6 separate regions of the Mus musculus genome follow, and all the other regions are linked to region 4. The links are chromatin contacts, called in public HiCAR-type, HiChIP or PLAC-seq and promoter capture Hi-C maps. All regions are on one chromosome and are shown on one strand. Each heading gives the region's core, a stretch centred on a gene start, on an enhancer-like site or on the middle of the called end of the contact. The rest is flanking DNA. Distances are from core to core; before and after follow the strand shown.

Region 1 (2,971 bases), core at 386-2,885, 710 kb before region 4:
GTAAATGCCTAGAAAAATTACATTTAGGAGAAATAGCTAACTTTTAAGTATAAAGATATTATTGCAGTATAGCATACTAACATAAAATGAGGTGTCTCATCCTAAGCCTAGCCACTTAAAACAGAACCACAACTGGTTTTTGTTTTTTGAAAACTATCAGTAAAAGTTTCTATTGTCTGGCATTTTGTTGGCTGAATTAGTTTTTTGATACAAGTCTTGTCAAATCAGGATACTCTGCCTCAGCCTCCTGAGTGCTAGGATTCACAGGCAAGCATAACGGCAGGCTAAAAGTATTGGAAATCTTAGAAAGTAGGCTTTAAATATGAAATTTCAAACAGAGAAAAAAGAATCTTCTCCAAATTTTGGGACAAACTGGAAAAAAAATGATTAGAATATGAGACAGACACATGAACTCCTAAGGGAGACAGATGAACCACTTCTCTGTCCTAAGTGCTTCCAGCAGATACCAAAGAGGTTAATGATATCGCCTCTGCTGTACACAATTCAAAATGGCTAGTTAGAAAAGTTCCGCTCAAACCTTAACAATCTGTCTCCGTGCTGCCAATAAGTGGCTTTGTTTCCAGTTTCACGGACTATTCTGGGATGTCAAGAGTTACATTATTGCTGCTTCAAAAAGAGCCCTTGTTTCGGCTAGCTCCCTCGGACCTGGGATGTGAGTACCGTGGTGTTTACAGAGACCTGATGTTTAGAACCTTGTTAGGAAAGGTCCACCCCTTACTACTCCATCCTTTACCAACAACCACATTTTGTGTGTTTTTGTTGTTGTACACTTATAGTCTTTTTGAAAAAGGCACCTGCACATGGTTTCGTCTTGGCCAATAGGGTTTATCTCCAGGAACTCCTGGGAAACCGACACCCTAAAACCCACTTGGCCAAGGGAGGAAGGGGGCTGGGGAGGGAGCAGCCACGCCTGGCAGCTAGGCAGGAGCGGCGGCTGTTTACAGGCGCCTACTCCCTCCCCCACCGCACAGACAGGGGTCCAAACAACATTTCCTGCGAGCAAACTCACCGCCCGCCCGCTGTCCTCCGAGGGACCTCGGAACCAGTCAGCCTCGGACCCCCCCAACCCCCCGCTCCCGCCCCAGCCTCCCCAGCCTTCCCGGCGTCCAGGGCGGCGTCCGCACCGCCCCTCGGCCTACCTACCCCGGCAGGCCCTCCGGGAGGCACGCGGAGGCCTGAGGCCTAAAGGACGCCGGCCACTGACAAGCCCTGGGGCCGGTCCCGAGCGCAGGGCGGGTGAGGACAGCCCCATCCCCGCAGTCGCTGCCTATTGTTCTCGGCCGCGGCCGCCCCGCTCCCCACACTGCCGACCGCCACTTGCTCACCGCTCTGGTCCGAGCAGCAGCTCCTCTCAGCTCCGAGTCCCTGCGGCCGTCGCCACCGTCGCGGCAGCCGCCGCCGCCGCCGCTGCCACCATCGACTCTGACTCTGTCCCAGGCCGCCGGACCACGGCCGTAGCCGCCACCGCCAGCGCCGCCTCCAGCCCCCCACCTGCTGCTGCTGAGGCTGCTCCTGCAGCAGGGGCCATCTTGTTGGTCGGCCTCCCCTTCCTCCTCCGCGTCCTCCGCCGCCCGTCGCTCGTTGTCCTCGTCCCCTTCCTCTTCCTCAGACTCCGGCCCGCCCCGAGACTGGGGCGGAGATGAAGGCGAGGCTCCTCCTCATGGGGCGTGGCCAACGGGGCGGGGCGTGGCTAACGAGGTGGGGCGTGGTCGTCTGAGGGCGGGGCCGGGAGGAAAGCTCTGAGTCACCGGCCCCAACGCCCTGTCGGGAGCGGGCGACGCGCCCCGCCCGTGTCTCGAGCGCTGTCGCGCCCCGAGTGGAGAAACTTGTCCCACCTCCTCCCGGGCCACCCGCCTGGCCTGTGGCCACAGTGCCTTTGGTGCTGGCAGGCAAGAGGCCAGGCGGTTCCCGTAAGCTCACTCCTATGGAGTCTCGCGCTGCCTCTGAGCTTGTCACTTTCTGAGGTCTGGACTCTTCCTCGACTCTAGCATCTTTTTTCTTATATGCTACCTCTCCCCAGCCTCACTCGCGCTTGTGTGTGTGTGTGTGTGTGTGTGTGTGTGTGTGTGTGTGTGTGTGTGTGTGTCTGTGTGTGTGTGTCTGTGTGTGTGTCTGTGTGTGTGTGTCTGTGTCTGTGTGTGTGTGTATGATGGCGTTTCTCTTAAGCTCTGGACTCTTCCTCTTGTATCTGTTTTGCATCCCACCCCTTTCCAGTACCCTGTGTTGTGGGGTGTGTGTGCACACATCTTCGACATAATTCGGTTTAGCCAAATTCTGGAGAACCGAAAGAAACGGAATTCTAATACTATATAGTATTAAATTTATATTCTAATTTTCACATTAAAACTGTCCTCAAGTCAACACCATAAAATGCTCCCCGCTCTCCTTCTGCTTCCTGCTTTGTCTGTGAAAGCAGAGAATTTGTTGTTCTGTCCTTTCTTTTTTTTTTTTTTTTTTTTTTTTTGTTCTGTTTTTGAGACAGGGTCTCTCTATTATATACCCTTGGCTATCCTAGAAATTCTTCTGTAGACCAGGCTGGCTTTGAACTCACAAGAGTTCCATCTGTCTCTGTCTTCCAAGTGAAGGAATTAAAGGCATGGGCCCCATGCCCAGACTGTCCTTTCTTCACTGTAAACTCACCAACATCGATTTAAAACAAACAAACAAATTACTTCCACATCTCACAAGAAACAATTACTGGGTGGCTGTTGGGCTTGTTTGGGCTTTGTTTTGGTTTCTTTTTTTTCCCCGTGGGTGTTTGATTGTTTGTTTGTTGTTGTTTTGGTTTGGCTGGGTTTGTTTTATTCCCGGAACAGAAAATCCTGGAGCCTGGACTGACCTGGAAGTTCTGAACCTCTGCTCCCTGAGAGCTCAGATTATAGGTATGGCCACCTAGCCATACCTGGCCAGGCTTTGGTTCTTGAGACAGGCTCTTGCTTTGAGACCAGGG
Region 2 (2,700 bases), core at 52-2,551, 770 kb after region 4:
AGAGAGTCTGCTGCTAGTGTAGGAGTCCTAGCCACAGAGCCTAGGATGAGACAGGCAGAGGAGTCACTTTCATATAGCCAGTGGTTTAGATGTGGTAGCTTAATATTAATATGCATCATCACACCTGAGGACTGACCCTCTCTATTCTCTTCTCCGTTCCTCAGCCTATAGCTCCTCTCTCATTTTCTCATGAAAGTTTCTATATTCAATGAAAGAAGGAAAGGGACAGAAGTATGACTCTCATAGCTAAGCCACGGTCCTGTCTGGAGTGCTACTATTGATCTGGGGTCTTTTTGCTGAATATATGCCCTTCTCAAATAAAATAAGTACTCTAATTATGCTTCTAAGAACAAGAATAGAGTATAGGTAGCTAGCTGTATGCCAGAGCTTTTATTTAAGGAAATAAGATACTTTAAGTTATTTAAATATGCTAAGTGAATTTCACATCCACAGACCGTCAGTAAAAGCACTATCAAGAATACAAGCACTGAGGAGAAAGTGGCAGGTAGATCTCAGATAGTTTGAGTCCAGCCTGTTCCACATAGTGAGTTCCAGCCAGCGTGGTCTATGCAGTAAGAAAAGGAGGAGGAAGAGGAGGAGGAGGAGGAAATAAAGGGAGAAGAAGAGAGAGAGGATGAGGAGAAATGAAGGGAAGCAAAAATGTACTTTAGAAGAAAATAAAACCACTAGGAAGATGCAGACCACAAGAAGCAATAGTGAACACAGACATTTAAAAACTATCTTAGCAAATGCAATTGAAGTTTACCATCAGAACCTTCTTTGATTGGCTTTTAAATGGGTAAAACTAAAACCCCCTAATAAAAAGAAAAGATAGAGGAAGTAATTAGATATGGCAGGATGTTAAGATTTTGTAAAGCTAGTGGTGAGATTATAAAGATTTTATATTATTCTTTGTCTACAAATCTAGAACATTGCTGTTTTAGTAACTTTTAAATTGCTGTGATAAGTCATCATTACCAAAGCAACTTATAGAAGAAAGGGTTTATTTGGCCTTACAGTTCCAGAGGGCAAGAATCTATGACAATCATGACAGCATGGCAACAGGCAGGCAAGCATGGTGCTAGAGCAGTAGCTGAGAGTTTACATTCCTATGGACAAGTAGGAGGCAGAGAGAGAAAGAGAAACAGCAAGTCAGAGACAGAGAGACACACACAGAGAGAGACAGGCAGACAGAGAGTGAGAGAGAGAGAGAGAGGGACAGAGAGAGACAGAGAGAGGGTGTGTGGCAACTGACAATGGTGTGGGCTTTTGAAACCTTAAAGCTCACCTTCAATGATAACACACCTCCTAGTCCTTCCTAACACTTCCAGGAACTGGAGTCAGAGGGACCAAGGATTCAAATACTGGAGCCAGTGGGGGGTCATTCTTATTCAAACCACCACAATTACATAAATTAGAGAGGACAATTACATGAAAATTTTAAACTTCTCTAATCAAAAAGGAACAGAAATGAAATTAAGAGACAAAATAGACTAAGGGAAAACTTTTGCAACATAATGCAACAGGAAAAAACAGCATCTAGAAGAGGATTTTTCTTTTCTTTTCTTTTCTTTTCTTTTTTTTTTTTAGCTACAATGACTGTTGTGTTTGGAAGACTCAACACTACAGAGAATGAAAAATGAACGATGATCATTTGATCATTGTTCTGCCTGCTGCTCTTCATTCTAAGAAACTCTTCTTCATAGGATAACTTTGGGACTAGAAGCCCTCTCTGATGCTAATTAAAGAAATACAGAGTTGTGTTCAAAATATTTTAGACGCCTGTAATAAACTACAGAATTTGCCAAGAATAGAGGTACTCTGGCAATCAAAATGGTTTAAATACGAATGCAATCCATAAGAACAGTAACCACAGCAAAAATAGAACAATTTTTTTCTCAATAAAAATAGGCCAGTCACTAGAAGGTCTCTTTCTGTGAAGCCCTAGTGAAAGGAACCTGTGGAATTTGCCACTGTGTTTTCTACTTGTGCCTCAAGAACCTTACAAAGAGCAGTCCTGACACAGCAGTACGACATTTGCTGAGTGTGATACTAGAGTGATACTGAAGTTGATCATTACAATCACATTCCTGTGTATTAAACTGTTACATCTTAATTATTTATATAACTCATTGGCCCAATCACATAAAAATAGAGAACAACATCTCGAAATTTATCTCATTCCATGTTCAGAGAAAAATGACTTAACTGTTCTTCCCACTATTTCCCAGAGGCAAGTCCTTGTTTACAGATGGCAATCACATGCTGGTAGTTTCCAAAGCTACCATATGAAGAGGATGCTGAAGGCCATCACTGTACAGCATATGGAGACATCAGGACTCTTGTGTTCACCAACTCTGGGACATTTGCAAAATATTCCCAATTGTACAGATTTATTTCTGTCCAGGAAGCTGGATGCCAGGGATCGGATATAAGCACACATACATATAAGCAGCAAGATTACAGTCAACAGACTCTGAAATTGAAAATGGCAGACACAGGACTGGTGAGATGGCTCAATGGGTAAGAGCACCCGACTGCTCTTCCGAAGGTCCGGAGTTCAAATCCCAGCAACCACATGGTGGCTTACAACCATCCATAACGATATCTGACTCCCTCTTCTGGAGTGTCTGAAGACAGCTACAGTGTACTTACATATAATAAATAAATAAATAAATAAATAAATAAATAAATAAATCT
Region 3 (2,968 bases), core at 151-2,650, 730 kb before region 4:
GTCCCCACCAGCACCAGACATGCACCTGGGGCACAGTCATAAATGAAGGCAAAACATCCACATACATAAAAATATTTTTTTAATTTAAAAAGAGAGTGGTCACTCTAAATAATTAAAGATCAAATAACACAAGACCTAAACTCAGGGTATTTGCTCATGTTGTAAAGAGTGGAAGGATTTCATCAATCTACAGCCAATTGACTTCTGACAAACATGTTAAAAATACCACTGGAAGAAAGGACAATCTTTTCAACAAATGGTGCTGAGACAACTGAACATCCACATGAAGAATGAAAATATATCCCTCTTTCTCATCAGTTACAAAAACCAAGTAAAAATGTATTCTGGACTTATGTAAGATCTGAAACTGCCAGAGGAAAGCACAGAGGAGACATGTCAGGATGTTGAAATAGGCTTGTTTTTTGTTGTTGTTTATAAACACCCTAAAACGTTCAGGAAACAAAAATAAAAATAGATACTGGATTACATAAATCAAAAAGCTCTGAGGGTGTGCCTGGAAGATAGTTCAGTAGTTAAGAGCTATTGCTGCTCTTCCAGAGGATCTGAATTTGATTCTCAGTACTCAAGTAGGGAGGCTCACAACAACCAGTAATTCCAATTTAAGGGACCTGACATCCTCTTCTGGCCTCTCTGGGCAACTCTACACATGTGTGCTTATATATATACTCACACATAAATAAAGTGGAGACAGAGAATAGATAGTGCTTGCTGGTAACCCTCCAGGCTCAACAAGAGACCCTACCTCAAATAATAAGGCAGCAAGTGATAGAGCAGGCTACCTTAAGTCCTCCTGTGGCCTCAAAGCTCAAATGCACATGTACCCGTACTCATAAGCTATATCCACTTGTATTCCCTCTCCCTAATTAAATTTAAGGATAATTTAAAAAAAAAAAAAAAACTCTTTTTTTTTTTTTTTTTTTTTTTTGGTTTTTCGAGACATGGTTTCTCTGTATAGCCCTGGCTGTCCTGGAACTCACTTTGTAGACCAGTCTGGCCTCGAACTCAGAAATCCGCCTGCCTCTTCCTCCTGAGTGCTGGGATTAAAGGCGTGCGCCACCACGCCCGGCAAAAAAAAACCTCTTTAAGTCACTCTTAAATATTGTATTTCAGGAATGATAAACTACAAAGCACACATGTCTTTGGAGAAGTTTGACTTAATGGTAGAAACTGATCCAAGAATTTCTACTTCATTCTTTTAAGTTTCTTTCTCTAACTTCATTTTCAAATATTCAAACTTATCAAATATTGTAGTTTACATCATGTTTAACACACACACACACCATGGGATATATGGTTTAATGAATGTGATAAACATTCTTCTACTTGGGCTAAGCAACAGTAAACACATGAAAAACAATTATTAAAATAACATCCTGATTCTCGGACAAAGGGATGACTCATCTCCCAGACGGCACAAGACTTTATCATGTTACTCAGAATAGAGTATAATTTAAAATTTATGACTTATTTCTGGAATTCTTGTTCAATATATTTTGAGCCACTGCTGATTTATACTGCATATGCTAACTTTAACAGCCACCTTGGTTGTCAGATCCCTAATTCAGAGGAAGATCAAACTTAAAATTGATGAAATACCTGTTCTAAATTAGTTCTTCTTCTGAGGCATCATTATAGCTATGTATAGATTATAAACTCTTGATGTTAAAACACAGGGTCTGTCTGACCTATGTAGCCCTCACTGGCCTAGAACTCATTATGTACTCATTTGTGTTGAGTAACCTCTCAATAAATGGCACTAAGGTACAAAATGAGTTATGTAAAAGAGGGGTCAGGGCATGAACCACATAGGAAAGACTGTGTACTCTGCTCTACCTATGATCTAAGGTATCTGTTGGAGGTCTTGAAAAGTATCCCCTAAGGATTAGGGATTGTGATGAAATGTCATCAATGCTGTAATACAGTTATTACCCAATTTTAAAATTTAAAAGGCTTCAAACAAAGAGGTAATCAAAGCAAATGGCAGGACTATATCTCAAGGAGACCAAACTCCTAAGCTGTTACTTTTAAACCTATTATGTAGTTAATAGTGGTTGATATTAGGAAATGTTTGTTAAGTGACAGGAAATCTAAAACCAGATAATTCTGACAGTTGCATAGCTCTATAAATTAAAGTAGGTGAATTCTATACTTAAGTGAACTATATTTTCTGTAAAATTTCAATCAATAAATCTGCTAAAATCATTAAAGGCCTGTCTTTTTATAGCTTTGTTTCTCAAATGTTTATTTATAATTTTAAAATGTCCACTGGTCAGTTTTTCTATGAGCACAGCAATAGCTGTACTGAACCATTAAATTATACTGCTGTGAAATGTTAAGTATATCACAACCATCTCTTACCATAAAATTACAGGTTTATTTTATTTGTCCCTAATTCAGAGAAAACAGGAACTACAATTCACTGTATCTGCTATAAGCAAGTTCTTCTCCTGACAGAAGTATACCTGTTTATAGATAATAAACCTTTGATGGCAAGCAGCATTTTTCAGCCAATGGCTAATTAACTGTTGAACTGGACTAAAACAAAGGTTCTAGTTTAGGTTAGGTTTAGGCTGCCTTTGAGAAAACTATCAAATCAAACAAAACTTTATTATATGTAAAGAAAAATATTCTTGGATCACTTCTCATTCTATCCCACATGGTAACTTCTTAAGAATCATTATTCTTGACCTTAACCTAGTTTGCCACTTCTCTGGAATATTTCTATGGCAACCAGCATAAAGGGACCACATTAGAGAAGAGAAAATTTATAACTATCCTGAAAACTGACGCTAAGTAAGCAATAGCACAAAGAAAAACAAAGGCTTATTATTACACTTAAGTGTTGTAATTCCCAGTGAGGCATCAGTAATTTACAGAGGAAATTATAGTCTAAGATTTGAAGACTAGAAGTTATAGTAATGACACCCCTTTGAGGAAAAACAATTTT
Region 4 (2,783 bases), core at 281-2,780:
CTTGGTGGCAAGCATTTTACCCACTGAGCCATCTCATGGGGGGAAGACTTAATAGTTTTAGGAAGTAACTTATGGCATTTATTTGTGTGTGCATGTGCATACCTCATGCATACTACAACTCAGGTGGAAATCTGGGGACAATTTGCAGGTGTATTCATTCTTCTTTCTTAAGTCACTGTTACCTTCTCCCACACCCTCAGGTTCTGATGACTTCAGTACCCTTAGTTATAAAATTAGAAGCAATCTGGAGAGAATTTCCAAACTCCCACTACCATACCTGTGCCCCCTCGGCAGTATTTGTACTACACTCTACACCCCTCTCATTGGTTATATGACACCTCTGTCCATTACAGTGGCCATGAACCATGGATACAGCTAATACGCACTGGAACTGTAAGCAGTACAAGTGGGGACATAATTCTTGGTATTAACTCGCTTAAAAGTTTGGTTTTGGTCCAACTGCAAAAGTTAGCATCCCAACTGCGATATATATATATTTTAAGTGTCAGATACACAGACTTTGAAACCTGCTTCCAACAGAAGAATGCAAATGTCACATAAGTCATTCTAATTTTGACTTGTTAGGATAAGGATAGACCTGACTAAAAATATCTATCAAAATTAACCGCACCTCCTTTTTAAACTTCAATATAAATATTAGAAAATATTTAAATTATCCTTGTGGTTTGCATTACAATTCTACTGGACGAAACTGCTATTCATGACTTAACCACATTCCTAAAATCAAAATTCATACACAGACTATATCACCTCTTGCCTGCAAAAAAAAGGCAGATCTCCAGCGATTCTTCCCTATTCTTTATATCAGTGTTCCCCCACTCTAATATACAGATATGACGCAATGTCACAGTAAAGAAAAAACAACCCAGGTCCACCCAGGTCTCCCTCTAGTTGACACCCCTCCCCAACAAAACTATCCAAGACTTCTCCAACGTCCTTTGCTGCTCGTTCCAGTTTCTATCCGCATCATAACACTCCCACTCCTTAACTCTACAGCCAATTCTCGGCCCTTCCTTTAACTAATTCTGCTTTAGCGGAATGGCCTGCTCCCCATTCGAAATTGTCACCACCTGCTTCCAAGCCACCACTGGCTGACAGCTAGTTCCCTACAGTCTCTTTGCATAATCGGAGCCTCTGAGGTCTCAATCATCCGACTCTCCCCTCTCTTCTCCACTCACACTCGGCTCCTTATAACCCGGAGTCATTCTCGCAGCTTTCACATGACGGATCACACCTGAATACCAAGCCCTCGACTGCTGCTCTGGGCTCTCCTAACCTAGCCAGGACGGGAAAGCAGATAGGAGCCTTGGGATCGGTCCTCCGTGCGCATTACAGGTGACAGGGTTACGAGGGACCCACAGGACACGGAAATCAGGGAAGGGGTAGGCTGGCGAGAAAGGCAGGGGCCTGACCTGCCGGAAGGTCCGCAGCAGCGAGCCTAGCACGGACGCCGCCATGTTGTCTGCCCAGCCAGCCAACCACCGCCGCAGTACAACACCGGAAACAGGTTCTGTGGAGGCGGGGCTTATGCCCCAAAGGGCGGGTCCAGGGCAGGATTTAGCCTATAGAGAGGGAGAGGGTAGGTGCGGGATTTGAAATAACTCTCGCGTTATTTCATAGATAAGCAAATCATCCATGCGGACCGCCCACTTAGGCAGTAGGAGAATAGTGAGCCTGCGCGATCTCTCCTGGCCCTTGCTGTTCCTCTGTCCCAGCCCCGCCCAGCCTGCGCCTGTGTTCTGCGCGTTGGCGCCACCCGGCGGAAGCTTGGCAGCATTTGTCACTCATCCTGCAGAACTGGCACTGGTCACATTTCTGCTGTAAAGAAGATGGTAGTGGCCCTGATAGAGTTTCTGCTTGCACGCCAAGGGTTTAAATATGTATTATATTATATATATTATATTTATTTTATTATATTATATCATATCTGTATTAAGGTTGTATAGGTTTTACGTTTTTGTCTCTGTGGGTTGGACGGCGGTAGTGGTGTGTGTGCATGTGCCTGCTGTTTTCCCTTTAGTACAGGGCACTTTCCTGCCATCTTCCTAGCCTGTCTCCTAGATGTGTTGATGGGTGCAGTGAGGAACAGCCCATTGGGCTCTTTACACAGGAAGCTCCCAGGAAGAAGGAGAGTTTTTTTCTTTAAGCGTTACAAGTTAGTGAACATTTCTAATGGGCTAGGGAAACTCTGACTGAAACCATTTGGCAGGATAAGACAACCAGGAGTCCCTGCCATCATACTAAGATCTAAAAAGTCCTAGACCAGCAAGCAGCATCAAACCCTGGTTAAAACTCATTCCCACTCACCCCCACGCCACACACAACATAATTGGGCATCATCTACAGTCATCTCAAGATATGGGTACACGGCAAACTCTTTTATTATGTTTCTGTTGTTTTAAGATGCCTGTTTGTTTTCATCGGGAGTTAGATAGGAAGGGAAGTGGGAAGATCTTGGAGGAGATGAGGGAGGGGAAATATGCTGTATAAAAATATTTCTTTTCAATTAAAAACAGGAAAAGTTTCACTAATGTGTTACAATTTCAGAAAGCCAAACTTCTGGAAGGGGCTTGAAAGTCAGAAAGATATGTTTATAGGCTATAGAGTAAGAAATGAGTTTTAGGGCCGGGCGTGGTGGCACTCGCCTTTAATTCCAGCACTCGGGAGGCAGAGGCAGGTGGATTTCTGAGTTCGAGGACAGCCTGGTCTACAAAGTGAGTTTCAGGACAGCCAGGGCTATACAGAGAAACCCTGTCTCAAAA
Region 5 (2,841 bases), core at 200-2,699, 540 kb before region 4:
ACCTAGTAACATAAATGTCAGTAAGGTTCCCTGTGCATAATGCTTGCTCCTCACCAATGCAAGCTTTTACTCCTGGACCTTGCTTATTGCTTCATATTTCTTACTAAGCTGACTGAAATGCATAACAACATATATGTATGTAATAATAATATTAAAATAATTTAAATCTTGATATTTACCTATATTATATTAAATATAGTTAATGACTTAAATAATATATTTTTAGATATTCTATAACAGTAATGAGCTTTTAAAACATGTTGCAAATTGAATTATGTATGTATTCCTCCAAAGTGTTCATTATACAGAGTGGTAAAATTGGGTGAAACAATCATAAAAATTAATTGAAAGAAAAACAAATTCATTAGAACACTTAGTAGTTCACACAAGCTAGTGAGCCAGCAATAAGGGAAATGAGTAAACGACTCTTGTGTTTATGGAGTGTGTACTACTGACTTGATTGTTTTCTTTCTTTTTTTCCCCCAGAAATTTCCACACCCAGACCATCTTCTCCAAGCAGATTTCCTGAAGAAGACAGTGTTCTCTTTAACAAGCTGACATACTTAGGATGTATGAAGGTTTCTTCCCCACGCAGTGAAGTGGAGGCTTTACGGGCCATGGCCACCATGAGAGCTTCCAGTCAGTACCCCTTTGCTGTTACTCTGTATGTGCCCAATGTTCCAGAAGGATCTGTGAGGTAAGTCTTAACTTTCTTTTTCTTAACGTCTGACTCACTATTCTGAGTTACTCATGCATTCTGTATGGGGTTTCATAAATCAGATGTAGGTTAACTATGAGTTCACTTATACTCTCTAGACTTATAGTACCAATTAAAAATTACATTTAGGCTTAGAACTTGTTCTTGTTTGGAGAAGGTATTTTCAAAACTATTAGGATAGTAAGTTAAGTACAAAGTACTGACTAATTGCGGTGTAAATTTACAAAGTTTTGATAAAGATGTCCTTAGTGTCTTAGGAACACACTGTGTTAAAATATGAGTTGTGTGGAATGTGTGTGAGGACATGTAGATGTTTGGAGGCAGAGGACATCCACTGGTGGCATTCTTTAGGTGCTGTCTACCTTTTAAAAATTTAAATTAAAAAAATTTTTGAGTCACAGTCCCTTACTGGCCTGGAATTTGCCAGGTTTGCTAGGCTGGCTTGCTGGCCTACTTGTGAGGGTTTCAGGAGCCACCTGTTGACCTCCCGAACACTGGTATTGCAAGCACAGGCTACCACACCCAGATTCTTTTCTTTTCTGTGGATTCTAGAGGTCTTACTGTGCCCTCTAACTTGTAAAGCAAGCACTTTCCTTTGTCTCCCAAACCTTCAAAATGAGAGGCAGAGACAGGCAGATCCCTGGGTGCTGTTTGCCTCAGTCCCAGCCACGAGTCCCAGTGAGACACTTTGTCTCAAACAACAAGGTGAGCAAGAACTCTTATTGTACAAAACAGGACCCAAGTTTGAGTCACTACCACTAGAAAAAAAATTCCAGTGTGTCTACATGCCTGTGACCCCAGTGGTGAGGGACAGAATCAGACAGGATTGATGGGGCTTGCTGGCTGCCACTCACTCCAGGTAGGAAAATCGAAACAACAAAGAAAACAAGATGGAATGCTCTTAAGGATTGGTAACTGAGATTGACCTCTCCATGTACATGTACATGAACGTGCATTTACACTTGCACACACAAACATCTGCAAGTACAGACCCCACATAACAAATACTTGCTGACACACATGGGGAAAGAAAGGAATGAGAAAGAAATGGACTTTCTAGGACTGATCAGTGCTGCTCATTTTCTCTCTCTCTTTTTTTTCCAATCACATGTCTTTATTTCCAGAGATCTGAAAAATGCTTTTTTTTTTTTTTTTTTTTAATTCTTTTCTGGGTGTGGGGTGTGGTAATAGCTCTCATCTCAGGCAGAGACAGTTTGTATCTCCGAGTTTAAGGACAGCCTGCTCTACAAAATGAGTTTTAGGGCAGCAATTACTACCTAATAGATCTTATCTCAAAAAACAAACTAACTAGTCAAACAAAAACAAGAAAAAAATTCTTTGACAATTTGATGTGTATGTGTGTGTGTATATATATATATATATATATATATATATATATATATATATATACATACATATATATATGTGTGTGTGTGTGTGTATTTATAGATACACATTTTCATCTGTCCTTCTCATGCTTGTCTAGCCCATTCTCTCTTCCACTGAAACAATTTTTTCTTAACAATCTTACTCTTACCTTGCTGTCAACTATATATATATATATAGTTGACTTTGAATAGCATATGAGTTGGCTCCTAGGAAACACAAGAATGAAGAAATTGTTAAAGTAAAATGATTTTGTGTATATAGTATATGTATATATATATATGTATATGTTAGATTTTTCATAGCATGAAAATAATTTGTTTACTTGTATTAATAACTGTTTTGTGATTTGAAGGTAGTTACATTATGTTATCATATATTGGCATGATTTGTTCTTTGATAGTTGATATTTTATGTCTTTTTTTAAATTACTGCAGAATCATAGACCAGTCAAGCAATGTGGAGATAGCATCTTTTCCAATTTATAAAGTGCTTTTCTGTGCACGTGGGCATGATGGGACAGCCGAGAGCAATTGCTTTGCATTTACAGAGAGTTCTCATGGCTCAGAAGAATTTCAGATACATGTTTTCTCCTGTGAAATTAAAGAGGCAGTAAGTATCATACAATGCAGCAATTTTCTACAGGATTGAATTAGGATAATATTTTTGAACTTTTGATTTTCCTGTCATAGAAAGACAGTATGTAAACTTGGATACTTTAGAGACCATGTTAATAT
Region 6 (2,700 bases), core at 154-2,653, 600 kb before region 4:
GTGAGAAGTCCGGCTTTCACGTGAAGTCACACCCTTCTTAGGCCTGGCCTCCTGGTAAACAGGAGAAAGTGAGCTAAGTCCTAGCCTTCATTGTCCCCTTTGTCAAATAACTTCGCTTTGTTTAGAAGATACCTGAAGGCAAATGCTATGTATGGCCTTTTCGTGTGCTGATTTTCTCATAGAGCCTGGCTCAGTATCTACTTCTCGTATATTTACAATGAGACTCTGCAAACGTGGAAGTCAACAGATGATTTGTGTTAATTAGATCCTAACTTTATTAGGTATCAAACTTAAAGCATTGAGTCAGGTTCTGGTTAGGAGGTCTACTCAGGGTACAGAGCTTAACAAAAATACCTTCTGGGAAGGACCTAACACGGAGGGGAAACCCGAATGAGTTGGAACACTTTTGCTATGACACAGCATCTGTAGGCATTAACATTAAGAAAAAGGAGAAAAGAAACTTGGGTTTGAAGGTCCTTTGACAAATGTTACAGGGTAGCTTTTGGATCTGGGTGGACAATAATGACAGACCAATTGAAGTGTTATAAGAAAAGAGAACTTTCAACTCAAGAAGCTACTCTAGAGGTCCAATCTCTGGACACATTCAATTCAAACAGTAATATTTACTGAACGGATACTTTCTATAAGCCAGGTAGGATTCATCATGAAAGGCACAGAAATGGGTGAACAGGTCCCTCTAGAATCTCTAAAATATTTCACAGATTAAGGGTACACATATTTGTGCCATAAACCTGAGAAAAAAAGTTCTTATGAGATTCAAGGAATGTACAGGTCTTTTCTGGCTGCTTGATCTAGAAAGGAAAAAATTCACAGTTCAAAAATTAGTACAATATTTGTGGCAGAAAGTAAATACTTTAGTTTATCTGTCCTCCAAAATCTACTCTCTGAAAGGCTAAAAGGTGAGACCCGGGATGCCTTTACCGTTGGGTTAGCGCTTTCCTATGTAGTCTGAGTCTGGAAGAATCAATGAAGGGGGATGCCTCCAAGCACCTTCAAAGGACAAAGAGTCCCGGTGGAAAAGTTAGTCCTCCGAGGTGACTTACTGGCCTCACGGAATGGAAATATGTAAAACAGGTTTGTTAAGAAAGAATCTCCCCAAAAGGGACTTAGAACTCAGTCAGTGCTGGGGATGATTGCCAGGCACCAGCACGCGTGCTGGAGGAGGTCCTCGCGTGCCTCCGCTCTCCTAGCTCGCCCTCTGCCCTCTGCTCAGGTTTGTACTCCGCGCTTTCAGGGTTGGGGGGGCCAAGCCGAGTCAAGCGAGCCTGTGGACGCGCGCGCGCGCCGCCGACTTAGGCAGAGAAGGCACCTCCGCCCTCGGGAGCGCGCACGCCGCGCCGAGGGGCCGGGCGCGCGCGCTCCCGCCGACCGCCTCCTCCTCAGTCCGCCCCCTCCCTCGCCTCTTCCTGCCGTGCGGTCCTCTCCCCTCCCCAGCCCGCTCCCTCCGCCCCGTTCCCTCCGCCCTCCCTGGGCTTCGGCCGCGGCGGAGTGAACGGGACGGGCCCGGCCGCAGAGCTCTGGGCGGCGGGTGGGACTCGGGCGTCTGACAGAGTTGTTGTTCCGGCACGGCCGCGGAGACGTGAGGTGAGGTGAAAGCGGCCTTCGAGGGGGGCTCGAGGGCGGCCTGACGGCTGGGAGCCGCGCTCCGGGGGGTTTTGAGGTGGACCCGGCTGGTTCAGAGAGGGTCGGGGTGCGAGGCCCGGCCCGGGACCGGGATGCTGGAGCGGGGCGGAAGGCATCCGGCGGGCTCAGCACCGTCGGCCGCCTCCGGGACACCCGGGTTCTCCGTGTGGCTGGCTCGTCGCGGTGGGGCGGCCGGGCGGGAGGCGGGGTTGGCGCCCCTCACCTGGGGCCGGGTGGTGGCTTGGGCGGCCGCCGCCTCCAAGTGTGCCCTCCTGACATTGCCGCCGCCCCCGCCGGCGGTGGCCGGGATGTGGCTGCTGCTGGGCTCGCAGTCCCAGCAACCCCGAGTCCGGGGGGGCGTGTGGACAGGTTTATTTTCTTACCCACTTGAAAGCGTCGGTTGGATCCCGTGTCCTTCCCTCGCTCTTCCCTTTCCTCCGCCCCGCGCACTTTGCTCCGTTCCTGCTGGCGATGCTTGTGGTTTTGCTGTCTGGGATAGGCTGTTTTTTGGGCAGATCTCTACCTGCCAGGAATGCCCCGCTTCAAAGTTGACCGCGTGGGCCCCGACAGACACTCATCCACACCCACGCGCATGTTGTCCTCCGTGTCCTGATAACTGAGTCAAAGTTTCTGAGACCGAGCTGGTACTTTGCTCGGATCGCCAACGGTGCAGGGCTGGGCAGTGCGTCAGCATGTGGAAAGGGGCCACTGGCCATTGGGGAGGTGGCCAGGAGCAAGGAAGGCTGAACTGAGAAGTTCATTTGTGGTCTCAAGACAGTTTCGTTCAGGTGCTTATATATTCTTTTTGGACTTCTCAGAGTTGGTTATATCAGAAAAAGACTCGAATTTAGGCGATCGTTTTTTCAGAACCGATGGTATGCAAATTAAATGAACCGCTAACCTTTAATGGTAAGGGCTTGCTTGACCTGCTTAGTGCTGTTTGGAAACAGATGTCAAAGCATGCATTTTTTTTTCCAATGGACAGTTTAGATGATTTTAATGCATCTAAATTTTCTTGTGTATGAGAAGAGGTAGATAGTTGACTGTCACAATTCA

Evidence for each region. Promoter capture Hi-C pulls out the DNA fragments that hold promoters and counts their contacts. HiCAR-type assays count read pairs that join an accessible place to other places. HiChIP or PLAC-seq counts read pairs in DNA pulled down with a chosen protein or histone mark. Capture Hi-C pulls out chosen DNA fragments and counts their contacts.
Region 1: a promoter capture Hi-C map of pre-B cells shows a contact between it and region 4. The contact joins the promoter of Rc3h1 here to the promoter of Mrps14 in region 4. A contact is called at or near these places in 4 of 39 promoter capture datasets (the C10 cell line, liver and pre-B cells), 3 of 484 Hi-C or Micro-C datasets (CD4 T cells, regulatory T cells and uterus), 5 of 115 datasets of contacts at active chromatin or transcription factors (astrocytes, bone marrow-derived macrophages, embryonic stem cells and 1 more) and 1 of 9 other capture datasets (liver).
Region 2: an H3K4me3 HiChIP or PLAC-seq map of embryonic stem cells shows a contact between it and region 4, with 5 times the contacts expected there. The contact joins the enhancer-like site here to the promoter of Mrps14 in region 4. A contact is called at or near these places in 3 of 39 promoter capture datasets (all in embryonic stem cells) and 10 of 115 datasets of contacts at active chromatin or transcription factors (astrocytes, embryonic limb bud, embryonic stem cells and 1 more).
Region 3: a contact with region 4 is called in an H3K4me3 HiChIP or PLAC-seq map of bone marrow-derived macrophages, with 2.7 times the contacts expected there. The contact joins the enhancer-like site here to the promoter of Mrps14 in region 4. A contact is called at or near these places in 6 of 39 promoter capture datasets (the 3T3-L1 cell line, the C10 cell line, embryonic stem cells and 2 more), 3 of 484 Hi-C or Micro-C datasets (pre-hematopoietic stem cells, regulatory T cells and uterus), 4 of 115 datasets of contacts at active chromatin or transcription factors (astrocytes, bone marrow-derived macrophages, pro-B cells and 1 more) and 1 of 9 other capture datasets (liver).
Region 5: a contact with region 4 is called in a HiCAR-type map of embryonic stem cells, with 4 times the contacts expected there. The contact joins the enhancer-like site here to the promoter of Mrps14 in region 4. A contact is called at or near these places in 4 of 39 promoter capture datasets (the 3T3-L1 cell line, 3T3-L1-derived adipocytes, hippocampal neurons and 1 more), 3 of 484 Hi-C or Micro-C datasets (B cells, olfactory sensory neurons and pro-B cells) and 8 of 115 datasets of contacts at active chromatin or transcription factors (astrocytes, embryonic forebrain, embryonic stem cells and 3 more).
Region 6: a promoter capture Hi-C map of adipose tissue shows a contact between it and region 4, with 2.6 times the contacts expected there. The contact joins the promoter of Rabgap1l here to the promoter of Mrps14 in region 4. A contact is called at or near these places in 12 of 39 promoter capture datasets (the 3T3-L1 cell line, 3T3-L1-derived adipocytes, cranial neural crest and 7 more), 1 of 484 Hi-C or Micro-C datasets (CD8 T cells), 3 of 115 datasets of contacts at active chromatin or transcription factors (astrocytes, pro-B cells and stem cell-derived neural progenitor cells) and 2 of 9 other capture datasets (adipose tissue and liver).

Annotation. Positions count from the first base shown.
Region 1 is chr1:160,905,075-160,908,045 of GRCm38.p6, reverse strand. It overlaps Rc3h1 (RING CCCH (C3H) domains 1), which reads right to left and starts at 1,635. Exons shown (of 20, transcript NM_001024952.2): 1 at 1,347-1,635.
Region 2 is chr1:159,428,757-159,431,456 of GRCm38.p6, reverse strand. No RefSeq gene overlaps it. Among named protein-coding and RNA genes, the nearest start is that of Mir1843b, 90 kb to the right of the region's middle. Within about 2 kb of position 1,301, at least 1 of the 459 cell types and tissues checked has an H3K27ac peak or open chromatin away from gene starts, as enhancers often do. A contact at or near this core is called in embryonic stem cells, where this site is marked.
Region 3 is chr1:160,923,928-160,926,895 of GRCm38.p6, reverse strand. All of the region lies in intron 1 of Rc3h1 (RING CCCH (C3H) domains 1), which reads right to left. Among named protein-coding and RNA genes, the nearest start is that of Rc3h1, 19 kb to the right of the region's middle. Within about 2 kb of position 1,400, at least 10 of the 459 cell types and tissues checked have an H3K27ac peak or open chromatin away from gene starts, as enhancers often do. A contact at or near this core is called in bone marrow-derived macrophages, where this site is marked.
Region 4 is chr1:160,193,962-160,196,744 of GRCm38.p6, reverse strand. It overlaps Mrps14 (mitochondrial ribosomal protein S14), which reads right to left and starts at 1,530. Exons shown (of 3, transcript NM_025474.4): 1 at 1,434-1,530. The coding sequence starts at 1,478.
Region 5 is chr1:160,733,404-160,736,244 of GRCm38.p6, reverse strand. Rabgap1l (RAB GTPase activating protein 1-like) reads left to right here. Exons shown (of 21, transcript NM_013862.5): 4 at 487-697; 5 at 2,542-2,716. Among named protein-coding and RNA genes, the nearest start is that of Gm37083, 57 kb to the left of the region's middle. Within about 2 kb of position 1,449, at least 7 of the 459 cell types and tissues checked have an H3K27ac peak or open chromatin away from gene starts, as enhancers often do. A contact at or near this core is called in embryonic stem cells, where this site is marked.
Region 6 is chr1:160,791,641-160,794,340 of GRCm38.p6, reverse strand. It overlaps Rabgap1l (RAB GTPase activating protein 1-like), which reads left to right and starts at 1,403. Exons shown (of 21, transcript NM_013862.5): 1 at 1,403-1,605. Gm37083 (a long non-coding RNA gene) reads right to left here and starts at 2,446. Exons shown (of 3, transcript XR_003948752.1): 1 at 2,028-2,446.